Linked DNA regions of Mus musculus: region 1 is linked to region 2. A link is a contact called in public HiChIP or PLAC-seq data. All regions are on one chromosome and are shown on one strand. Each heading gives the region's core, a stretch centred on a gene start, on an enhancer-like site or on the middle of the called end of the contact. The rest is flanking DNA. Distances are from core to core; before and after follow the strand shown. Region 1 has its middle 99 kb from the start of Samd5. Region 2 has its middle 110 kb from the start of Gm51794.

The links. HiChIP or PLAC-seq counts read pairs in DNA pulled down with a chosen protein or histone mark.
Region 1: an H3K4me3 HiChIP or PLAC-seq map of embryonic midbrain shows a contact between it and region 2, with 5 times the contacts expected there. The contact joins two enhancer-like sites. A contact is called at or near these places in 2 of 115 datasets of contacts at active chromatin or transcription factors (embryonic midbrain and embryonic stem cells).

What each region holds. Positions count from the first base shown.
Region 1 is chr10:9,573,193-9,579,556 of GRCm38.p6, forward strand. It overlaps a transcript of Samd5 not described here. Among named protein-coding and RNA genes, the nearest start is that of Samd5, 99 kb to the right of the region's middle. Within about 2 kb of position 2,564, at least 8 of the 459 cell types and tissues checked have an H3K27ac peak or open chromatin away from gene starts, as enhancers often do.
Region 2 is chr10:9,114,926-9,121,130 of GRCm38.p6, forward strand. No RefSeq gene overlaps it. Among named protein-coding and RNA genes, the nearest start is that of Gm51794, 110 kb to the left of the region's middle. Within about 2 kb of position 3,121, at least 62 of the 459 cell types and tissues checked have an H3K27ac peak or open chromatin away from gene starts, as enhancers often do.

The sequences.
Region 1 (6,364 bases), core at 1,314-3,813, 460 kb after region 2:
GCTCATTAAGCTGGTCAGAATGACTATTTAAGAATGCGGGCTCTGATCTAAGTAGCCTCAGGTGAGGGTGGTCTTTCCTGAACCAGAGGTGTGGTTGGACAGTGGCTCTGAGTCCTGAGCAGTAGAGAAGGAGCTGCCTCCTGGCAGTGTAGCATCCTCTGACCCAGTGCAGCCCTTCCTGAGACTCACCGCCTTTCTACCCTTGTCCTGGGGCTTGCATTGAGCTCTCTTTGAATCTGAAGTTAACTCAAATTGTTCTCGGTGGCGTTCATAGCGTAGTGTGGTAGTGAGAGTCCTGCCCATCCTGGGAGATGTTACTACCAGGAGAGCAAGAAGGAAAAGATAAAAGAGTGTGTTGCAAGTATTCCCATCAGAAAGGAGGTTACATTAGTGTCAAGAGATAGATGCATTAAGCAGCTTTAATTAATAATTCTATGTGGTCTTTCTAAGTGATAACAAGAGCACCTCATTGCCTTGCATGTGTGTGGTGGGTTCAGAGTTTAGCATGCATGTCGAGGCCAGAAGACTTTGAGGTGTTACTCTAAGAGTCACCCACCTTGGTTTTTGAGGCAGTCTCTCACTGGTCTGGGACTCACCAAGCAGACTAGGCTAGCTGACCAGCAAGCTGAGAAGATCTACTTGTCTCTGCCTTCTAAGCACTGGGGTTTCAAGAGTGCACTACCCCATCTGGCTTTTACAAAACATGGCTTCTGGGAAGCAAACTCAGGCCCTTGTGTATCTCTTGTAGTCTATTGTACTTGTCGAAAGGACTAGTTCTTTCCTGTTCTCAGACTATTACTGATGGGCTCAAGCCAATCCTAAGTCATTCAATGGAGCCAGAAAATAGCTTTGACTTGGCCAGACAGAATGATGTCACTTGACCCTTATAAACATTCTCTCACCCTCCAGGCTCAAACTCCAGTGCCACTGTCCCCAACTTCACTCCTTCTATCTCCGGCCTCCATTCTGATTGGCACATTGCTTCCTTCCTCTTAAATCAAGTCCCTCCTGCATCCTCCCAACCTTGGGCTCCCATTGTTGTCATCTTACAGAATGTCTGTTTCTTGTGAAACTTCTAAACCATCGCCTCAGGTCTTCTCATTGCCACCCCCTCTTTCCTTGTAGCCTGAGAAGTATGTGGGCATGTCTATAAAGCTCTACTGAGGTGACGTCATTCTGTTTTGCTTCTGGCACTTGCACTAACTCACTCACTTAGCCTGACATCAGAGACCCTGTGTGATGACAAACCAACACACATTTCCCAGTGCCGACTGGGACTGGCAGGTAGGCTCATTTGCTACTGTTCTGCATGTATGTGGGGGAGGGAAGAGAAGAGTTGGGGAGGAGGGAGGGAGAGATATGAATCTTTATTCTATCTTGTTCTTTCTCCTTTTTATCTTCGACTTCTTTTGGGTTTTGTTGTTGTGTTGTTTTGTTTTTAGGACAGAATCTTACTCTGCAACCAAGGTTGATCTTGAACTGGTAGCAATTCTCCTGCCTCTGACTCCTAAGTGCTGGGACTATAATCATAAAACTGCCACACCTCATTTCTTGTGTGTCCCCTCTATCTTCACACATACACAATCACAATGGCCACATCTCACCCACTTAGAAGAAAGTTTTCTTACTGTCTTACAGCAGGCCTATCCAGAGTTCCCTCTGATGTCATATTCTTAGTACAACAACCCTGATAAAGTTCAAGGTCAGCCAAGACCCTGCAACAAGCTGCCTGCCAAAGGCATAGCCATGAACTTCTCCAAGATCCAACACACTGGTGACAAATCTGTGCTCAGAAGTCTGCTTCATGCAGTCTCCCAACGTCCGGTGTATGGCCCTCTCTCAATAATTTATCTCATGCATTTACTAATGTGGCCTCGAAGCATAACTAGCTATATCTGGCTCTTATCCATCCCTCTATATAATCTTTGAAGGCAACCCTGTCCAGGCTTTGTACACGAAGTAAATAGGTCTTATAGAAACAAGAATGCAAACCATCTGTGGAGAAGCAGTTTGGACAACAGAGTTCAGGAGAGAGGTCATGGCCAGTGCCCTGAGGGGTTCTTCAGGCATAAGATGGACACTAGACTGAGCAGATGAGACATGGTCCGTGGACGGGGGGTGAGGTGGAAGTGAAGGAGAGCAGGGTTTGCAAGGCATTGCCCCATCAGCACAGGCTGAGGAAAAGTGACGGTGATATAGGCAGAGTTAGTTCACGGAAGGGGAGGGATCTGCAGGGCTTCCCTAAGCAGAGGCTGAGCACCGTGGTACTGAGAAAGAACAGTGTGGTTGCTCTTTCCAGCAAGAGCTCTCCATGGGTCCCAAGGCCAAACACCAATGTTCAATACATTTTGACTCAATACATTAAACTTCCTGTAGAAAATGTAACAATTCAAACGGTAATAACGTGTCTCCTGACCATAAAATTAGAAAATTATGCCAGTGAACTAGAAACCCAGAACCTTATTGTTTACCAGGATTCCACGGAGGGTGTATAAGACCCAGCCTTAGGGAGAGGGGGCTATAGAACAGAGAGGACTTGAAATGAGGCCACCGGGGTAATCACCACTAGGTGGCGCACTCCATTGTTTGCTAAGCCTCTGACTCACTGTGCCAACCACTCCAGACACCAGGAAAGGAAGATACAGCCAATAGGTCCATGGAGGCTGAGTGGGGCAAAGAGAGTACCCCAATCTCTCTGCTGCTGGCTCCCAGAATGTTCTGCTTTGCAAACCACTCTGAAGACAACTGCTCTTAGAAACTACTGAGGGCAGAAAGTGGATCATTTCACCGCTGGTAACACTAAAGACAGAAAGTGGGAGACTTTTGTAAGCAGTGCCTGGGAGTGTCTTACAGATGGCCTATTCACCCAGGATCTGAACACAGAACTCAGAATTCATCGTTACTCCGGGTCAATGAGTGTTTCATTTCTGTCAGGGTATGAAAACCAAACGACTCCATTTTTTCCTTTGTACCTTGGCTACTAGGAAATTAGATCTACTCGTGCAATGTTCTTTAAGTACTTAATTCATTCTACCTACATAGTATCTTTCTAATTGTCACATTATAGAGTTAGTCTTTTATGTTTTTAAAAAAGATAAAATGAGGAAGGCCTCATCTTTGAATCATTTGAAACTAAAAACCTTAAATTTAACCTTATTTTTATTTTTAACAGTGTCATACGTGTATATAATGAATTTTAATAATTTTTTTTTGCTCCCTAACACCCTCTCTAACCCCACCTCATTCTCCTTCAGAAACCCTTCTTCCAGATACATATCAGCACACTCATACCCGTCACCTCCGCAGAGATACTTTCTCCTTGAAAGATAAGAAGTGATGTTAAAACATGAATAATCCAATCGACTGAACCAAAGACCCACGTTTCTTTGAAGAGATAGCGGCACAGGTGCAAGCATGTTGCTCCAATGGCTTAGCAGCAAGTGGGATGCCCATGAGAACCAGCGTGGACAGTTTCTTTATTTACTGTGCTCCGGGGTGACACTGGCCCTGGGGGGGGGGGGTGACGTCACACGGGGTAGATCAGAAATGGGTTCTCAGCTCAGCAGCTGCTCAGGCTGATAAGATAGGCATCAGAGCCGGGTGTTGATGGTCCTGTCCACTTTGGCTCCCTTCCATCGTGGCAGGGAAGACATGGATGGTGGCTTTTTGCCATCTACAGCCAGGAACCATGGAGATGACGATGGTCTCAGTTCACTTTCCCCCTCATTCCATCTTACTCCATCACAGCCTAACGTGAGAGATGGTGCCATTTCCAGGTGAGCCTCTTATTAAAGCTCTCTTTGAACATCCTCATGGACACTCCAGGAGGTTGATGTAGGTGATTCTAAATCCCTCATGTCAACAATCTCAATCAACCACCACACAACTCTTCACAACATGGCTACCCAGGGGGCGCTGTCTTCCTGAGCCTCTGCACTCCACAGACTCTGGCAGTCCTGCTCTTCATGACTGGTTCTCTTTTAACGTCCTATACCTGCAGCACAGCTCCAACCAGCAACCTGGGAAAGCCCTGGGCCCCAAGAGTTCCACTTGCCTCCTGCTAGTCCCCAGGAACCTCACCTGGATACTCCCACTCCTCCTTAAGGGTTACCCATGTCCCTTCATGGGACATCCCCGGCACTGAGCCAGGTCTTCATCTTTGGGTTTAAACAAAGGCCTGTTGACAACTCCTGTTGGTTCCCTCTGTCTACCATCCTCTGATGTCTGAGCAGCTGGCTGTGTCAGAGATCTGTGTGCCTAGAATATTCCCAGCACTCAATAAATGTACAGGAAGTTGTTGTTGGCACTATTGTTTCACCTTCAGCCTTAGTTAGATCAGTAACTCACCTATAAAATAGAGGTTCTGGGGCTACTGGGAGGATTCAGTGAATATAGACATAATGAACAGAATGTTCTCCCATATTCTAAGCACTTGATACAATTTTAGCTTTTTGATAGGCTAAATGAGTATTGGAGTAATGATAGAGTCAGCATTAAAATTTAAATTCTTCACTTACCTAGTGAGGTTTCTTTTTCTTTTAAATAATTTCGCATTCAATCCACATCAACAAGCCAGTGTGGTACGTTATAGCAAATACAGATTGTTATTGCACAAGGCACCCACCAGTCACAGACAGACCTATGACATCACTAGACATATGTCCTGTATGGAGGGGTAAGAACCAAATTTCTTTCCCACTGGCCCTAGGCTCACTCCTAGAACTCAGGACAGCACAGGGAGTTTAGTAAGTGATGTGGAAAAAGCAACCTCGTACCCGGATGTAACCCAGGATCTGTTTCTGGCATCTGCTAGCGCAATTTTAATTAGCTTCCAGAACAGATACCACCATGGGGCTGATGCTGCACTTGCCATTTAAAGCACGGTGGGGTGACTTTGTTTCATAAAGCCATGCTGGCTGCTTAGATTGGAGAGTACACCACGTTTGTGAAGATGAAAATGATATCATTATGCTCTAAGGAGAGTCTATAAGTTTTACAAGCCAATTCCAATGGTCAACGAATCAGAAAAGCTGTTTCCCTCCCCACCACCCCCGCTGCCCCCAAGGCTGACTCTTGCAATTCTTTGGGGCCTGTTCATGACGACCAATGCCAAAAATAGAACCAGAGAGGAGGTCCTGCTTCCTCAGAAGCTTCTGAGTGCTTCCCATCAGCGTGTCAAGACGGACAACACTGTGGGAAAATAACTCTTCCCAGTATCCGATAACTCTGTGGACATCCTAATTGCAGGATGGCATCCTTTCAGACAAAAAGTGGGATTCCCCAGCTGAATGGCTGTCTACACTGTACCACCTCACATAACTGAGATACACCAAAGCTAAGAGGAGGGAACTCGCTGGGGGCATGGCTCGAAGCTCCAGTGTTGGCCTAGCGTAGTTGAAACTCTGGATTCCATCCCTAGATCCACAAAAACAGAGAAGGAAAAAAAGAAAAAAGACCCCCCAGGCTGGAAGACATAGATTCCTCTGGTGATTTTTAACTAGCTTTATCTAATAGGGATTTATTTAACAGTAAAAAAGAGACCCCGGAACTCTTGACTCTAGCTGCATATGTATCAAAAGATGGCCTAGTCGGCCATCACTGGAAAGAGAGGCCCATTGGACACGCAAACTTTATATGCCCCAGTACAGGGGAACGCCAGGGCCAAAAAATGGGAATGGGTAAGTAGGGAAGCGGGGTGGGGGGGAGGGCGGGTATGGGGGACTTTTGGGATAGCATTCTAAATGTAATTGAGGAAAATACATAATAATAAAAAATTTTTAAAAAAAGAGACAACAAATGTTACCCACTGCTCTGCCTACCACTGTATATTCTGTTACAATATGGCAGCATATGAACAGAATTGATCAGTTCAGAGAGCAACAAACAGTGTGTGTGTGTGTGCGTGTGTGTGTGCGTGTGCATGTGTGTGTGTGTTGGTATTGCTTTTGCAGCAGAGAGCCCTAGAAAGAAGGAAGGGAGGAGAGCCATGACTGAGCACCTGTCACGTGCTAGACCCATACTCCTAGCTTTGATCACTCTGTCCTTGTGGCCTTCACACTGCCACACTCACTAGTAGTCCCACTGAGAAGACTAAGCTCAGAAAGTTTAAGGCCAATGTGCAGCATCACACAGCCTGTAGGGTTGCAAGGCTTAAACTCAACGAGTCCCTCAAGGGCCAGGCTTGTAGCATTTTTCTTAACATCAAGCAAAGATTAAAAGTGTACCCTCCCATCTGCAATAGTGACAAAACTGAGTGCTCCACTGCGATGCCTCTTCACAGCTAATTGTTATCTATTCAAGAAACATCCAACAGCAGATTCGTTCAGTCTACACCAAGCGTGTGCATCACAGCCAATGTTTTCGT
Region 2 (6,205 bases), core at 1,871-4,370:
CCCTAATTCAGAAAAACAAATCAAAACAAACAAACAAACAAACAAACAAAAACAACCAACCAACCCAAAATCCTACAAGTCTACAAGTATCAGGAGAGAGACACTTTAACGCCCAAGTCATATGCTCAGTCACAATTGACATCTGGTGGTTGGAACCCATGAGGCCTGTGGCTTCCCGGACTATGGAGGAAAAGCATCACCATTTATTAAAGTGACTATCTTTAGATAAGATGACTTGCCTGCAAGTTCAAGATACAAAGCTAGAGATGTGTCAGGAAGACTCAAGCAGGTGTGAGAAGCAGAAGTATATTTCAGGTAGTTGCCCCTGAGATAGCAGGAAGAAAGCGTCTCAGCAAATTCTAGTTCTAAAAGCTTAGAAGGACAAGGCCACACAGGCTAATATTTCACCACTTCCCCAGTGTATGTGTGTGTGGGGGTGTGTGTGTGCGTGTGTGTGTGTGTTTGTGTGTGTGTGTGTGTGTGTGTGTGTGTGGTGATCTCTCAGCCAAAGCTGGAAGAAGTTGGAAACCTCATTCCATGGAGAGTAAGACAGAGAGTAGTTACAGCACACTTGACTAGTGGGGAGTTTGTGAGAGAGCCCAGTGGTTATAGGGATTCACATCGCTCTTCCCATATGGCCACGACACTTCTTGTCTCTTTGACCTATACAGCTCCAACGGGAATGGTGCCAAAGTAGAGTTTGGGAACAAGAGAGACTAAAGTCTTATATCAAAATGCCAAGCGTTACTTAAAAGGACTGGCTAACCCAATTAACTAAATTAATGCAAAACAAGGCCTAAAGACTCTCCCTGCCTTCCTATCCAATGGGTAAGAGGCTATAGGGCAGGGCAGTAACATTACAGATGAACGTAACACCGTATATGTACACACTGAAGTGCTGTGGGGTGTGAATTTAAAATGCTGGCATATCTCCATTTGTTAAGAACATTAAAAATCCAGTAATAGTCAAAAGGAATGTGCCAGAGAAGAAACCAAGGTTTATTGGTTTTCTTAGAAGAGAAACGCTAGGATTTCAGAAGAGGATCAGTTAAAGCCAAAACCAAAACCACCAGTCATTTCATAGCTAAGACTTAGGAGTGGCTAAGAAGCAGAAAAACACCTTAAATCCAGACACTGAAAAACATAACAGCACTTTTTTGTAATTGATTAGAAGAGGCAATATTGACATGGGTTTTTGGAAAATCAATTCAGCAATACACATTTGGGAAGATCAACATATTCACCACTTCTGATCTGTCCATTCACTTCTCGGAGATTATCCTAAAGATTATCAGAAATGGGGACACATTTAACAATCAGTTGACATGCTCACAATATATGGAAATGCTGGAGGATGGAAAGCTCTTCCCAAGCTCACAGACAGATATGTGTGTACTCGTCTCATTGTCAACACTGCCCACGTGACTTCCTTAATATTCTATGTTGTATTTGAAGATACATTTTTTTTCAGACAACTGGAATATGTCTTGCCATAGTTTAAATCTGTCTTTGAACTTGTGAAGACATGCTGAATAGCTTTGCAAAATTCCTTCATTAAATGAAAAACTTTTATTTGTTTATTTACTTTAGTCCAACGTTTTCTTTCTTCTTTCAGTGCTACTGGGGCTAAGGCTGTTTTACATTGTACATCTCAGGATCAACACTGTTTCCTGTCTGGCTGTGGGCATTCTAGCTGGCCTGACACAGAGAAATGAACGCACAACTGTGCACAACTGCGGTTTCATGAGAGACTCTCCACACGTCTGTGGGTGTAGAAAAGAGTGAGTGGCAGTCTGGTGGGGACACATGTAAAGAGAAGGGACGGGTTGCACTTGGCTGTGTGCAGCTGAATACCTCAGAGGAGGCTGCATGGAGGGCGGCAATCCATCCTCGCAGTTCAGGATCCACAGTTTGTGGTAGAAGGCAGGACAGGAGAGATTAACCTTCCCTTGTAAAACTCTTTTGGAAACGCATGTCCTAAATTGTGTTATTCTCTCTCTCCCCGCCCACGCCCTTTCTCCCTTCCTTCCTCCATCTCTTCTTTCTTCTATCTCTTCCTCCCTCCTTCCACCCCTCCCACTGTCTCTCCCTCCCTCTGTCTCTCCTTTCTTCCCTTCCTCCCTTCCACTCTCATTTTCTTCCCCCTCTCCTTCTCCATCTCCCCATCCCTCCTTTCTCTCTCCCTCTCCTCTTTCTTTTCGTTTTTTTGGAGAAAGTTTTCACATAGTGCAGGTTAGCTTCAAACTCCCCATGCAGACAAGTAAGACTATGTTGGATCCTGCCACCGTGTTTAGGTTTTACAGTGCTGTAGATCAAACCCAGAAACGCAGGACTTGGTGCATGATAGGCAAACACTCTGCCAACTATGCTACATCTCCATCCTCAGACCCCCATCTCTTAATTCTGTGACACGGCAACACCTGGACATCAGAATTGTCACATTTCAACCTTGGTGGACAGTATAAAGCAGGGTTTGAGAGATGAGTAGGCGGGCCACGGTGAGATGGGAGGATGAGGCTACAGAAACATGGGTCAACGTACAGAGGGGATCTGGAGAACAGATACTGAGAGCGTGAAGAGCTCTTCCACATGGTTGTAGGTAGAATACAGAAAAGCTTCCGAGGAGAATGGACGAGTGCTTGGCGGTCAGATCACAAAGGGCTAGGGAGGGACTTCAGATTCTCACCTGTAAACAGCCACGGCTCAGTGAATATGGCAAGTGTTCAGACTTTAGAATTAACCCCAAATGCAGACATTTTGTGGACTACAGCTTTCACGGATCCAATTAGAGGCACAGGCACCATATTTAATGAATGATGGACCCCGAAAGCACAGAAAGGAAGGCCTGCAATCAGAGCAGGAAGGGGTGGGAGGCGGGAGGCGGAAGGCGGGATGTGTCCAATCAGCTCCCTAGTAGCACTTTTTTTTTTTTTTTTTTTTTTAATGAATGGACTCGCACAGCAATTTTTAGGTAGATCCACATTGAAAAACACAGCAAAGGTTTTCTTTAAGTTTTCCCTTTTAAGTAATTAGGTAAATAACTGCCCCAGTTAGGTTTGAGGGAAAAGAAAACAAAAGAAGTCTGGAAGACTCCGCCCCTCACCCGCCCTCCCAACCCTGTGCTGTGCACTGAGCCTCCTTTTCCGCCCGCGTGAGCGAAGGGAGCCGCTTTTGAGAGAGCTGGAGGAGTTTCCAACAGACATCATTATAGCAAGGGAGAGAGAAAATACATTATTACTACTATTATTATTTTTCTACTCTGCAGCTGTGCTTGTCTAGGTATTGGCTAAAGAGAGAAGGGATTTTTTTTTCTTTTTTCCTCACAGACTGTAGCTTCCTGATTACCTAACCTAATGCTTGCTATTTTAGAGACAGCGCAACAGGGGAGCCAGATCTTATCTGTGACAAAGAATAAAGTCTGACTCCAAACAGCCAAATGAAATCCAAAGTTGTCTCCTAGCTACTGATCTTAGTTGGCATCTGAGAAATTCAGTAAATGACACTGATCCCCAGGAGCTAACCCCATGTCCTCTGACCCAGAACATCAAAGGGATTGGGATACACAAGGAAGAGGGGGGAAGCCCAGACCTAAGCTGCAGTTCTAGTTTTGAAAAAAAAAATTTTGATTAGAACGATAATAAAATTATGCGCAATGAAGGACATAGAAAAATTGGGAAAAGCTACCCTAGAAATGACATTATTTGTTTCTAAAACACACACAGACACGAATACAAACATACAAATAGACACAGATATAGCATATACACACATAGACACGCACACATATACAGAAACATGCACATACACAGAAACACACACATCACAGACATGTGCATATGCAGCACATACACATAGACACTCAGATACACACAGACACAACACATACACACATATACAAATACACAACACATACACATAGACACACACAAAGATAGACATAGCACAGACACAACACATACACACAGACATAATAAGACGCACAGACACACAGATATAAAACATACACACATATACAAATACACAGACACCACACACACACACACACACACACACACACACCTCCAAATAGGGCTCTGGCTTGGCTTACCTACCAAATAAAATGTTAGATAGATTTTTACCTCTTTTCTCATTTGGTTTAGTTCTTGCAGCTAAAGCCCTGCTTGTTCGGTAGATTTCAGAGTACAGGAAAATGACAAAAGCTTTCTTCATAAGGAGTCCAGGGGAAAGCAGGAGGGGAGAACTGAAATGATCCCACCACTCATTACTTGCTTGGACTAAGTAAGCATAGGGGATGAACCAAAAGACCTAATAATTAGTTTTTTAAGTAAAAATTTTCTGATTGAAAAGGGCAAGGCTGAAGAATAGAAGGGGCAGCAGATATAGCTTCTAACTGGAAGCGTTTAAGAAACACCTTATAATGATGGCTTCTGCCAGTTTGAAGGCCAGCCCAGAGTTAGAATGAAAGTGAAATCTATCCCTAGAAGACCTTTGATCAGCCACCACCCCCTGACAGAGTAAGCCCGTGCAGACACAGAAGCACTCCATCCTGGCATGGCGGAGAGAGCCCTACCACCACTCAATTAGACAAAAGGTGACACCCTGGGGTTTATAATTCTAGAGGAGCCCCGGCTAATTTATGCACCTGCCAGTGTGTGCCATGCCAAGTTAGAATCTCTTTTAACATTTTCATATACTTTCCTTCAAAAGTATTCATATTTATGAATGCCGGCTTGGTAATGCTATTCTCCTGCAGAGAAAAAGGAAATGTGTTCATCTTAGCATTTGTGCCTGCTTCCTCTACTTTCCTTCTTGTTTTAATTAACAATTGCTCAGTGCCCCAAGGGCTGTCATTAATTAAAAGATTAAAAAAAAAATCCTCCAGGAATAAGTAGGGCTGGTGTTTTCTTCTAACAAAACAAAACAAAACACCCCCCCAAAACAAAACCCAAACAAAAAAAAAACCCCAACACCCCCCACCCCCTGCCCAAAACAAAACAAAACCTAAAACCCGTGTTTGTTTTGAAGCTTGAGCTTGAATAGGGTTTTCCTTCAGAAGGTCCTTTCCTTGTGAGTAAATTCCTGTCCAAGTGATTTGGTGGTAGATCTTATGCAAATGGGAATTTCCAGTATAGGAAATAAAACACTTTTGATGTTTTATTAATTCCCGCTTTGCTTAGAGTTTGGTGAGTGAGTTTTCACACCATGGGCACGAGGCTTTGGTTGGAAAGAATACAGACGTCTGCGGCTGTTGCATTGGGAAAATGTGCAGGTTGGTTGATTCCTTTTTTTGTCATTGTTTAAGAAGTTTAATAAAAATCACCGATGGAAGCAGATTGAGGCAGGAGATGGGGCTTCAAGCAATTAGGCTGTAACTTACACTAATTACTATCTTGACCACTGATGGATTCTTCTTCTTTTTTTCTGCCTTTAGTCTATGAAAAAAACAGATTAAATAAGAGACCATAAAGGGACCAAAATGATTGCAAAGGTGGCTTAATGAAAAAAGAATAAAATGTTCTGCGGTTTTATGGAAGGTTATAAACCTTATGAAGTGAGCTATTTTCAGAGGATAAAATGCTGTTCTAAGAGTCACCCAAAACCTTCACCAATTGCAGGGATAGCAGTGTTTCCACTACCAAGGTCATCAGAAGATGTTCATAATAGTTTATTGTGGTTTAAATCCCTTGAAATTCTTTGGGTACATGTGAATGTATGTGTGTGTTCAAGTGCAGATGCATGTGTGTACCCATACACTATGTGCACAGGTATGTGCAGGTCAGAAAACAATTTTGACCTTGCTTCTTTCTCAGGTGCCAAAACCTTGAGCCAGTGTTTTTTATTGCCTGGGAGATCATTGTGAAAGCTATGCTGGTTGACCAGTAAGCTCCAAGGATCCACCTGTCTCTACTGCCTTGCCTGTGGGATTACTCAGGTCTTCATATGCCCATAGGAAGTGCTTTACCAGTGGTGCTGTCTCTCCTGCTTTTAAACACTGTTGTAGTTTCTCAGTTTCATCGCAGTGTGAGCCACAGGAAGGAATTAAAGATTAATTTGTTCTTGGTTTGAACCACAAAACTCAACATGTCCTTATTCAAGGTCCCTAGGTGGGAAGTGCTTAACAAATGGGTAGGTCTTTTACCCAGTCCTCACTCCTAGCCTATTTCAGCACCAACAGCAAACACACACTCTTCAACATTTTTCCTAG